Linked DNA regions of Sus scrofa: region 1 is linked to region 2. A link is a contact called in public Hi-C data. All regions are on one chromosome and are shown on one strand. Each heading gives the region's core, a stretch centred on a gene start, on an enhancer-like site or on the middle of the called end of the contact. The rest is flanking DNA. Distances are from core to core; before and after follow the strand shown.

Evidence for each region. Hi-C and Micro-C count contacts between places; a contact is called where the count stands out from the background.
Region 1: a contact with region 2 is called in a Hi-C map of liver, with 4 times the contacts expected there. The contact joins the promoter of SYPL1 here to the promoter of LOC100517487 in region 2. A contact is called at or near these places in 1 of 5 promoter capture datasets (liver) and 2 of 47 Hi-C or Micro-C datasets (heart right ventricle and liver).

What each region holds. Positions count from the first base shown.
Region 1 is chr9:105,983,714-105,987,870 of Sscrofa11.1, forward strand. SYPL1 (synaptophysin-like protein 1) reads right to left here and starts at 1,459. Exons shown (of 5, transcript XM_021063515.1): 1 at 1,276-1,459. The coding sequence starts at 1,344. It overlaps LOC106504993 (a long non-coding RNA gene), which reads left to right and starts at 1,547. Exons shown (of 2, transcript XR_002335905.1): 1 at 1,547-2,747; 2 at 3,279-4,144.
Region 2 is chr9:105,443,979-105,447,943 of Sscrofa11.1, forward strand. It overlaps LOC100517487 (EF-hand calcium-binding domain-containing protein 10), which reads right to left and starts at 1,689. Exons shown (of 5, transcript XM_013979830.2): 1 at 1,509-1,689. The coding sequence starts at 1,617.

The DNA.
Region 1 (4,157 bases), core at 209-2,708, 540 kb after region 2:
CTGGACCTAGGTTTATAGAACCCTAAATATATATGTGTGTGTGTCTTTAAAGTAAACATCTGTGAGAAATTAGCACAATTCGGTGTTCAGAAGACACCAAGTAAAAACTGGGGAGAAACATAGGAAACTTTGGGTAGGAAGGAGATCAGACTGAGTACCCAATTAGAAAAGTTGAGTTTCCGTGTTACTTTAAGAAACATCCTCGGCAGGTTATTTAAAACGGGGAATCAGAAGTTCTTACCCTTCACCAGTTTATCACTAAAATATGGGGTTGAAGAGTTACGGACGTAAATACGGCTAGCTGTAAAAGCAACTTGCCTGCACGCTGTACAGACGCCAGCTGCCTATTAATACAGGCCTAAAAACCAGCCCTGGAACACGGGCTAGGCCACGAAGTCTGAAGGTAATGTGCAGTGCCTGGTGCATTCACTAACTCCTCCGCAGTGACTGATCATTACCAAGGTCGAAGTAATAAATCTCCTTTGATGTTAATGATTGAGAGTGTTCCCTGACTGCAGGATGTTGCTGGGAAATACCCCAAATAAATTTGATGGCGATTCCTAACTTGTGTTTAAGTGGATCAGACTATCAAGAACACGTTTTGTTCAAAGACCCTCTCCCCTACTCCCCTACCCCCGTCCGCTTCCCTGACCCACAGTTTACTTTTATCCATATTTAACTTAGAGGCAATCTTAAAAGCAAATTAACTGAGAGCTCGTCAAATCACTTTGGGAAGGCGCACTAGCTTTCGAAGGAGCGTGGCCTCAAGTTAGCCCAGGGCAGCAACACACAGGCTGACCCTTTCCACCCGGGTACAGAGGCACCGCCGGCCGCAAAGCGACTTCGGTCCGTCGGGTTTCGGTTAGACCGCAACAGGAAGTTTTCTCTTCCCTTGCGGGAAGCAGTGAAGCCAAAGAGAAATTTGAAGCACCACTCCCCCGGGACACCGAGGTGAGCTTGGGTGTGGGAGGGCGGCTCCCCCCGGCCGGACGCAGCCGAGGCACCCGTGATTCGTCGCGACCGCATCGTCCCCGCCCCGCGCGGGCCCAGGCCGCGGCCACCGTCCCCTCCCCGTGCGTGCAGTCCCGACCCTTCCCGTCCCGTCCCGGGGACGACGGCAGCTTAGGGGTCCGCCCGGGCGGGGCGGCGTCTGGGATCCCGGGGCGCCGCCCCGCCCCCGCCACCTCCCAGCCGAGGGCGCTGGCCGGCTGTAGTGGCAGCAGGAGCGGGCGCGGAGGCGCGATTCCCCGCCTCGCCGGAGCGGGCTGCACTCACCAATTCGAGGACTTTGATGAAGCCGAGCGGCTCCTTGAGCGGGTTGAGGTTGAGCTGGAAGGAGGACATCCTCTGAGGGAAGGAGGGAAAGAGTCAGGACGGCGGACAGGAGGAGGAGGGGGACGGACGAGACCAGCAGCCAGGCCGCGAGGAAGGGCAGGCGGGGCGGGCTCCGGGAGGCGGGCCTGGGAGGCGGCCTGGGAGGCGGACCTGGGAGGCCGCGGGGCGGGGCGGCGGCGGTTGAGCCGCTGGCCGAAGCGCTGGGGCGGAGAGAAGGAGGGGCGGCCGCGGGAGGCGGGGGCGGGGCAGGGGCAGGGAAGGGGCGGTGCCTCCCTGGGCCTCACCTGGCCCAGCCGGCTGATCCTCTGGCGAACCAAGTAGATGTTGGACGCCATGCTGCTTGCGCCGCGCCCCCTTCCCTCAAGTCCTGCCCCCGGCGTTCGGGTTTCTGTCGCGCATGCGTGCCCCCACCCTGCGCCTGCGTAGCGGGGGCCGTTACCTCGCGCCCAGCCCAAGTTTCCGCTTCGTGGTCTCACCACCTCGCCGTACCAAGTTCTTTTCCTCCGGCTTACCGCCACAGTTCCCAACTTTTAGGTGGATTTAAAAAAATATTGACACAGATGAAGCCGCATTTCAAGGCTGGTGTTAGGGACCTGTTGTCAAACTGGTGGAAAGTTATTGCAGAACAACGGACTTTGAGCGACAGAAGTGTAGGGTATCTCTGTCAGAAGCGTCATTCACCAAATATTCTTATGGAAATTAACTTTGTCAAAGCCATCTTTGGAGTTAGGCTTGAGAGATGTAGGAGAAAGGTTATACCTACCAGAAAATGGCTTACCCACCTGTCCTACCCTGTCCATTAAGTTCTCCGCGTGGGAAGCTCTTGGAGTCTTTCTACGGAAGACTAATTCCTGCTTTCCCTTCAAGAGTCGCCTTGGGTGACACTTCCTGGCATCCAGTTATCCGAGCCCCGAAGTAATGATCTCCTTACTGCCTTCCCCCAAATCTAGGAAGATTGGAGAGCTGGAATGCTGGCGGCTTGGCGTGTATGGTAAGATGGCTAACACCATGTAGCAATACATGGAGAAGAAAGGAATTTCGCACAGTAGAATCTCCTACCAACGTCTGAGCAGTGATCTATGAATTAGCAGGTTCCTTGCGATTGAAGTCATTCCGCTCTTATTGACTGTCTTTCTAGGAAGCTAATCCTTTCTCATCTGAGACTGGTTTACCTACTTACTTGCTTCCCAGAGAGTGCAAAGAATGTATTTCAATTTTCTGGTCCACACTCTTACTCTTTTTATCCTGACTTCCACTTCTCAGTCCTCAGCACAGCCTTATTTATGTTCAGTGGGCACCTAGTGAATGATGGCAGATTCCTCTTTCTAAACAAAAAGGCATCAGAGATGCCCCTCAAGGCAGAATCAGTGGAAAGTAACATACATTGGTACCCAGTGCATCTGAGACCACTGGTAAGTGATAATCCAAGTTTTTCTGCTTACTCTTTTATTTTATTTTTTTTAAATTTTGTTTCTGCACCTTTTCTTCCTGCACCCCGGTTTTGGGATCCCCAAGGTAGTGATCTCCTTAACAACTTCCTTGCTACTCTTCTTTTTGTATCCTCTTTAGTCCGTTTTTCTAAACTCTTAACCCTGTTCTGTTGAGGCTTTTGGGTTGGCATCTGGGGGTGGATTGTGGATGGTAGTGCTATTTGCTTAGGCTTCATATTCACTGAGATTCAAATTAGACTTTCATGTTATTTCCAAATGAGATATACACCAACAGAGCAGAACATTATTCACTTTGCAACTTTATTAACTTAAAACATTGAAAACACACTGTTTTGAGGTAACCCAATTTTGGTATCTCTCCATTTTTTTTTTTTTTTGAAGGTCTTAGAAACGAATTGACCAGGCCCTTTCTCAATTTCTGAGTTTAACTTTAGGTTTCTTCTCTTCTGCCTCTTTTTGCTTTCTCTCCTGCTTCTGGATCACACCCACCAGTGGAAGGTATAGTTGTTTCTCTTCAGGATACCATTAGTGCTAGAAGATGCACCTTGAAGGTTAAGAAGTTCTCTTTTCCTTGTCCATGTGCTACTAGATTTTAAAAGATAGAGACCACTTAAGGAAGCAGAAGAAAAGTGTCCGGTCCCCTATCAGAACTCACTCACAGGCTCTGACTGGGCAGAAGAAAACAGGAGTGAGCTACTGCTGTTACCCTCAGTTATGTATACCCCAGAGCTGCTTCTGCCAGTCAGCAGAGCTCAGAGGAGCTCCTCCTTTCCTGAGAAGGAGCTGGTAGTGGCTGGTAGAGTAAGTGAGATCTGATTAGGCAACCAGATTCTTGTGAATTTTTTGAATGCTGGAAAAACAAGAGTGTCTAAACAATAGCATCTCATCGAAGGCACAACTGTTCAAAATCTGGGAAGAATGTTCAGATGACTGTATCACATTGACTGCAGCACTACTCATTTTCTGATTTGCTCTAACAATCTGAAGAAAGAGCCAGAAGCACTCGGCACAACATGTTCTACTCTCTACCAGGGCCATCATGGAAAATAATGCTTGTAATGCAGAATTGCCCTGTCTGCGGTAGTATAATTGAGCCCTATCTATGATAGTATAATTATGGCTAAGTTACCTACATAATTTGTTATTGTTTGACTATTTCTTTGCTATTTATAAAATATATGCCCAGTTATATTGGGATTTAAGGATATGCAAGAGGTCAGGAGAAAGCTTTGTTTAGGGAAATCATATCATTGGCTAACTATAACATTTTTTGGCATTTCTTGATGACAATACAGAGGTTTATTGGAAAGATGAGATTTTGTAACTCATTCTCAACAAATATTTGCCCTTTTTTTTTTTTAAAAAAAAAAG
Region 2 (3,965 bases), core at 439-2,938:
CAATCACTGCCTTCTCATCATGTAAGCTGCTTTATAACAATATACCCCTGAGCCTCATTCCTTATTTTGGTTTGAGTGCTCCTGGTTTGCAAACTGTCTTTTTGGCATGTGAACAATAAACTTTTACTAATTATTACTTTGGCGATTCACTGGTCTTCTGCTATTTCTGAAGTTTTGAAATACATATATATATATATCCACATCTATCAGCAAAAGACGATTTTTACCACCACAGTACCAAACCAAACACCAGCAAGAGATAGTAATTATTCACTTTTTCAAAAAGCAGGTTTTTAAAAATTAGTTTGATAGCAACCTTTCCCCAGTGCATTAAAAAATGTATTCCTTTGTACTTTTATTTTTTCATTTTGTTTTTATTTTTAATTGTTGCAGTTTTTACTGCTATATTGTTTTCAAACAAGTAGAGAGAACCGATCACATTTACACATCATGTTGGCTGGGTAATTTTGGCCAAATTGGAATGTTTGGTATTTACATTTCTTATACAGAGGCAAATAGGACAATTTTGTTATTTTGGGCCCTTCACACAAAGCTGGCAAATTACAATTCTGCATCCTGGGGAGAAGGACATCAAATTACTTTCACCTTAATCTAACTTTTAAATTTACAGATCACCCCCACATTATGAAGTGATTCAAACTTTGTGAGGGGATCAGATGCTTAAAAATGCCAGAAAAATCTGTCTCAAGAACACATTTTCTTTTACCCTATAAATTGCTTTTGTACCAGATTAAAAACTTTTTTTTTTTTTTTACTTTTTAGGGCCCTGCCTGGGGCATATGGAATTTCCCAGGCTAGAGGTCGAATGGGAGCCACAGCCATAGCAATGCAGGATTCAAGCCAGGTCTGCAACCGACGCAGCAGCTCATTAGCATGGCCCGATCCCTAACCCACTGAGCGAGGCCATAGATCGAATCCACAACCTCATAGATACTAAACTGGTCAGTAACCCGCTGAGCCAAAACGGGAACTTCCCAGATTAAAAACTCTTTGAGGGCAGGGGTAACATTGGAAACATCTGTTGCTTACCAGGCATGAGAGTGATTTATATATTATTCATTTAATCTCCCCCACGTTGCCATGTACTGTTATAATACCCATTTTCTAGAAGAGAAAGTCAGGTTTTTGCTTACGGTTTCACAATATTCAGGGGTGGATCCAGGAGCCAGGGTGCAGGACCCCACAGCCTCTCTTCCACCCGCCACAAGCCCTCCACCTGCGAGAGTCCCGCCACACCCGGCTAGTGGCAGGTACAAAGAGGCCATTCAGTAAGTCCTTCTTTAATTGAAGGCCAAGCATTAACCTGCAGCAGAAAGGCTCAAGTGGCCGAGAGGCAGGAGAGTGTGTGTTGGTGAAGAGGTGGGTGGGGGGTATCCCGGAGAGAAGCTGGACCACCGGGATGCGGGAGTGGAGGGATGGCTGCACCGGGAATTTCTGGGGACAGCTCGGTGTGCGACAGAAAGCCGAGGGATAGGCAAGACACTTACCCGGCCGGAAAAAGAGGAGGGCACTGGTGAGATAGTTTAGCAACTCCATAATCCGATGTTTCTCCAAATAATTCCTGGCCTCGAGCTCCCTGGGGCTGCGGGCCTCCATCTTTCCGCGTTGGGACGTTGCCGTGCGACCAGACCCCGTGGCGGACGTTCAGCACCGCCCCCTCCGCCCGGCACCGCCCCCTCCGCCCGGCACCGCCCCCTCCGCCCGGCACCGCCCCCTCCGCCCGGCACCGCCCCCTCCGCCCGGCGCGGTTACGTGATGCGCCCCCAAGTGGCTGCGACCTGGCGGTGGAGTCTTGCCCCTCACCGCGAATGGTACAGTCGGGAGGTGTGCGGTGGGGCGTACGCGGAGGGAGAGGGACGCCTGTGGTAGCCGCTTGTGGGCGCATGGCCGGATGCCCCGTCCCGGCTGAGCGCTGGGCAAGATGATCTTTTCTTGTTTCAGCTCAAGCTCCTACCTCAGTACTTGTCGAGCCAGTGAATGAGGCCTCATGTGGTAATAACACACGAGGATGGACTAAGAACAGAAGGAACTTGTGTAATTCCGGGGGTGTCCAGTGGAGAGTCCTAAGCAACATCTTTGGTGTGAGCAGCCTGCTGCACGGCGCTGGCAATAAGACGGGAAAGGAGCCCGTTTCCTCTACCTGATCTTCGTCATGAAGTGCCTGGATTCTGAACTCCTACATGCATTTGCTTTTTTTTTTTTTTTTTTTTTTTTTGCCTTTTCTAGGGCCGCTCCCGCGGCATATGGAGATTCCCAAGCTAGGAGTCTAATCGGACCACAGCCACAGCAACGAGGGATCCGAACCGCGTCTGCAACCTACACCACAGCTCACGGCAACACCAGATCCTTAACTCACTGTGCAAGGCCAGGGAACGAGCCTGCAACCTCATGGTTCCTAGTCGGATTCCTTAACCACTGCACCATGATGGGAACTCCAACATGCATTTACTTTTTAACTAGACTCGGTGGAGCTGGTTTTATGAGACAGAGAACCACCTGACCATAGTTTTGAGAGAGAGTCACTGAATAAGGAGAGATAAGGTGACTAGGAGAGTCTCTACTCAGCCATTGAAGTACCCGAGAAATTATACTCTAAGCAGGGGGAGTTCCCGTTGTGGCTCAGGGGGTTACCAATTAGATTTGTATCCATGCTGATGCAGGTTCAACCCCTGGCCTCATTTCACTCAGTGGGTTAAAGATCCTGCATTGCTGTGGCTGTGACATAGGCCAGCAGCTGCTCCGATTTCACCCATAGCCTGGCCTGTGAACTTTCATATGCTGCAGCCCTCCCTCTGCAAAAGCAGTCTAAGCTGGGACTTCTGTCTTTGAGGGCCAGGCTCTGAGACCTGTGCCCTTACCCTTCACCAGACAGTTTTTACAGAACAGCCACTTCAAGAAGAGGAAAGACAGGAGTTCCCATTGTGGCTTAGCAGGTTAAGGACCCTAGTTGTCTCTGTGATGATGTGTGTTCAATCCCTGGCCTCACTCAGTGGGTTAAGGATCTGGCATTGCAGCAAGCCACAGTGTAGGTCACAGATGTGGCTGGGATCTGGTGTTGCTGTGGCTGTGGTGTAGGCCCCAACTGCAGCTCCAATGCGACCCCTAGCCCAGGTGCAGCCGTAAAAAGAAAAAAAAAAAAAAAAAAAAGCAAAGACAAATGGCCAATAAATATATAGAAATATTCTCAATCTCTTCAGCAATAAAACTGTAAACAAAACTTCAAGAAAATGTTGTTTTACATCTGCCAGATGGCTAAAAATTAGAAAGTTGGACAGTATCAAGTGCTGGTAAGAATATAGTGCAGCAAAACAGTGATTATGGATTATGGAAGCATTCCAAAGTAGAATATCCAGCTTGGAAAACAATCTGGAATTACCTTGGCAATATAAACATGTTTTTGCACTATGACCTCCCAAATTCCACACCTAGAGCACCTATACACCTATATCAGGAGATATGTACAAGAATATTCATAGAAGCATTGTTCGTGATAGAAAACACAACAGCTCAAATGTCAAGAGTAGAATGGATTTTAAAGAAACATGATATATTCAGAGTGGAATATTATAAAACAAAACAATGGATTGTAGCTACTTGCAAAAATATGGATGAACCTCAAAAACTTTATCTTATCTCAAGAGTATACACCGTATGAACCAATGTATAAAAAGTTAAAAAATATACAGGAGGCAATGTATTATTTATAGATTCAAGCACATGAAGGCACTCCATTAAGAAATGCAAAGTCGGGAGTTCCTGTCATAGCTCAGTGGAAATGAATCTGACTAGTATCTATGAGGATGAGGGTTCAATCCCTAGTCTTGCTCAGTGAGTTGAGGATCCGGTGTAGCCATGAGCCGTGATGTAGGTCTCAGACACAGCTCAGATCTGGTGTTACTATGGTTGTCATATAGGCCCGCAGCTACAGCTCTGGTTCAACCCCT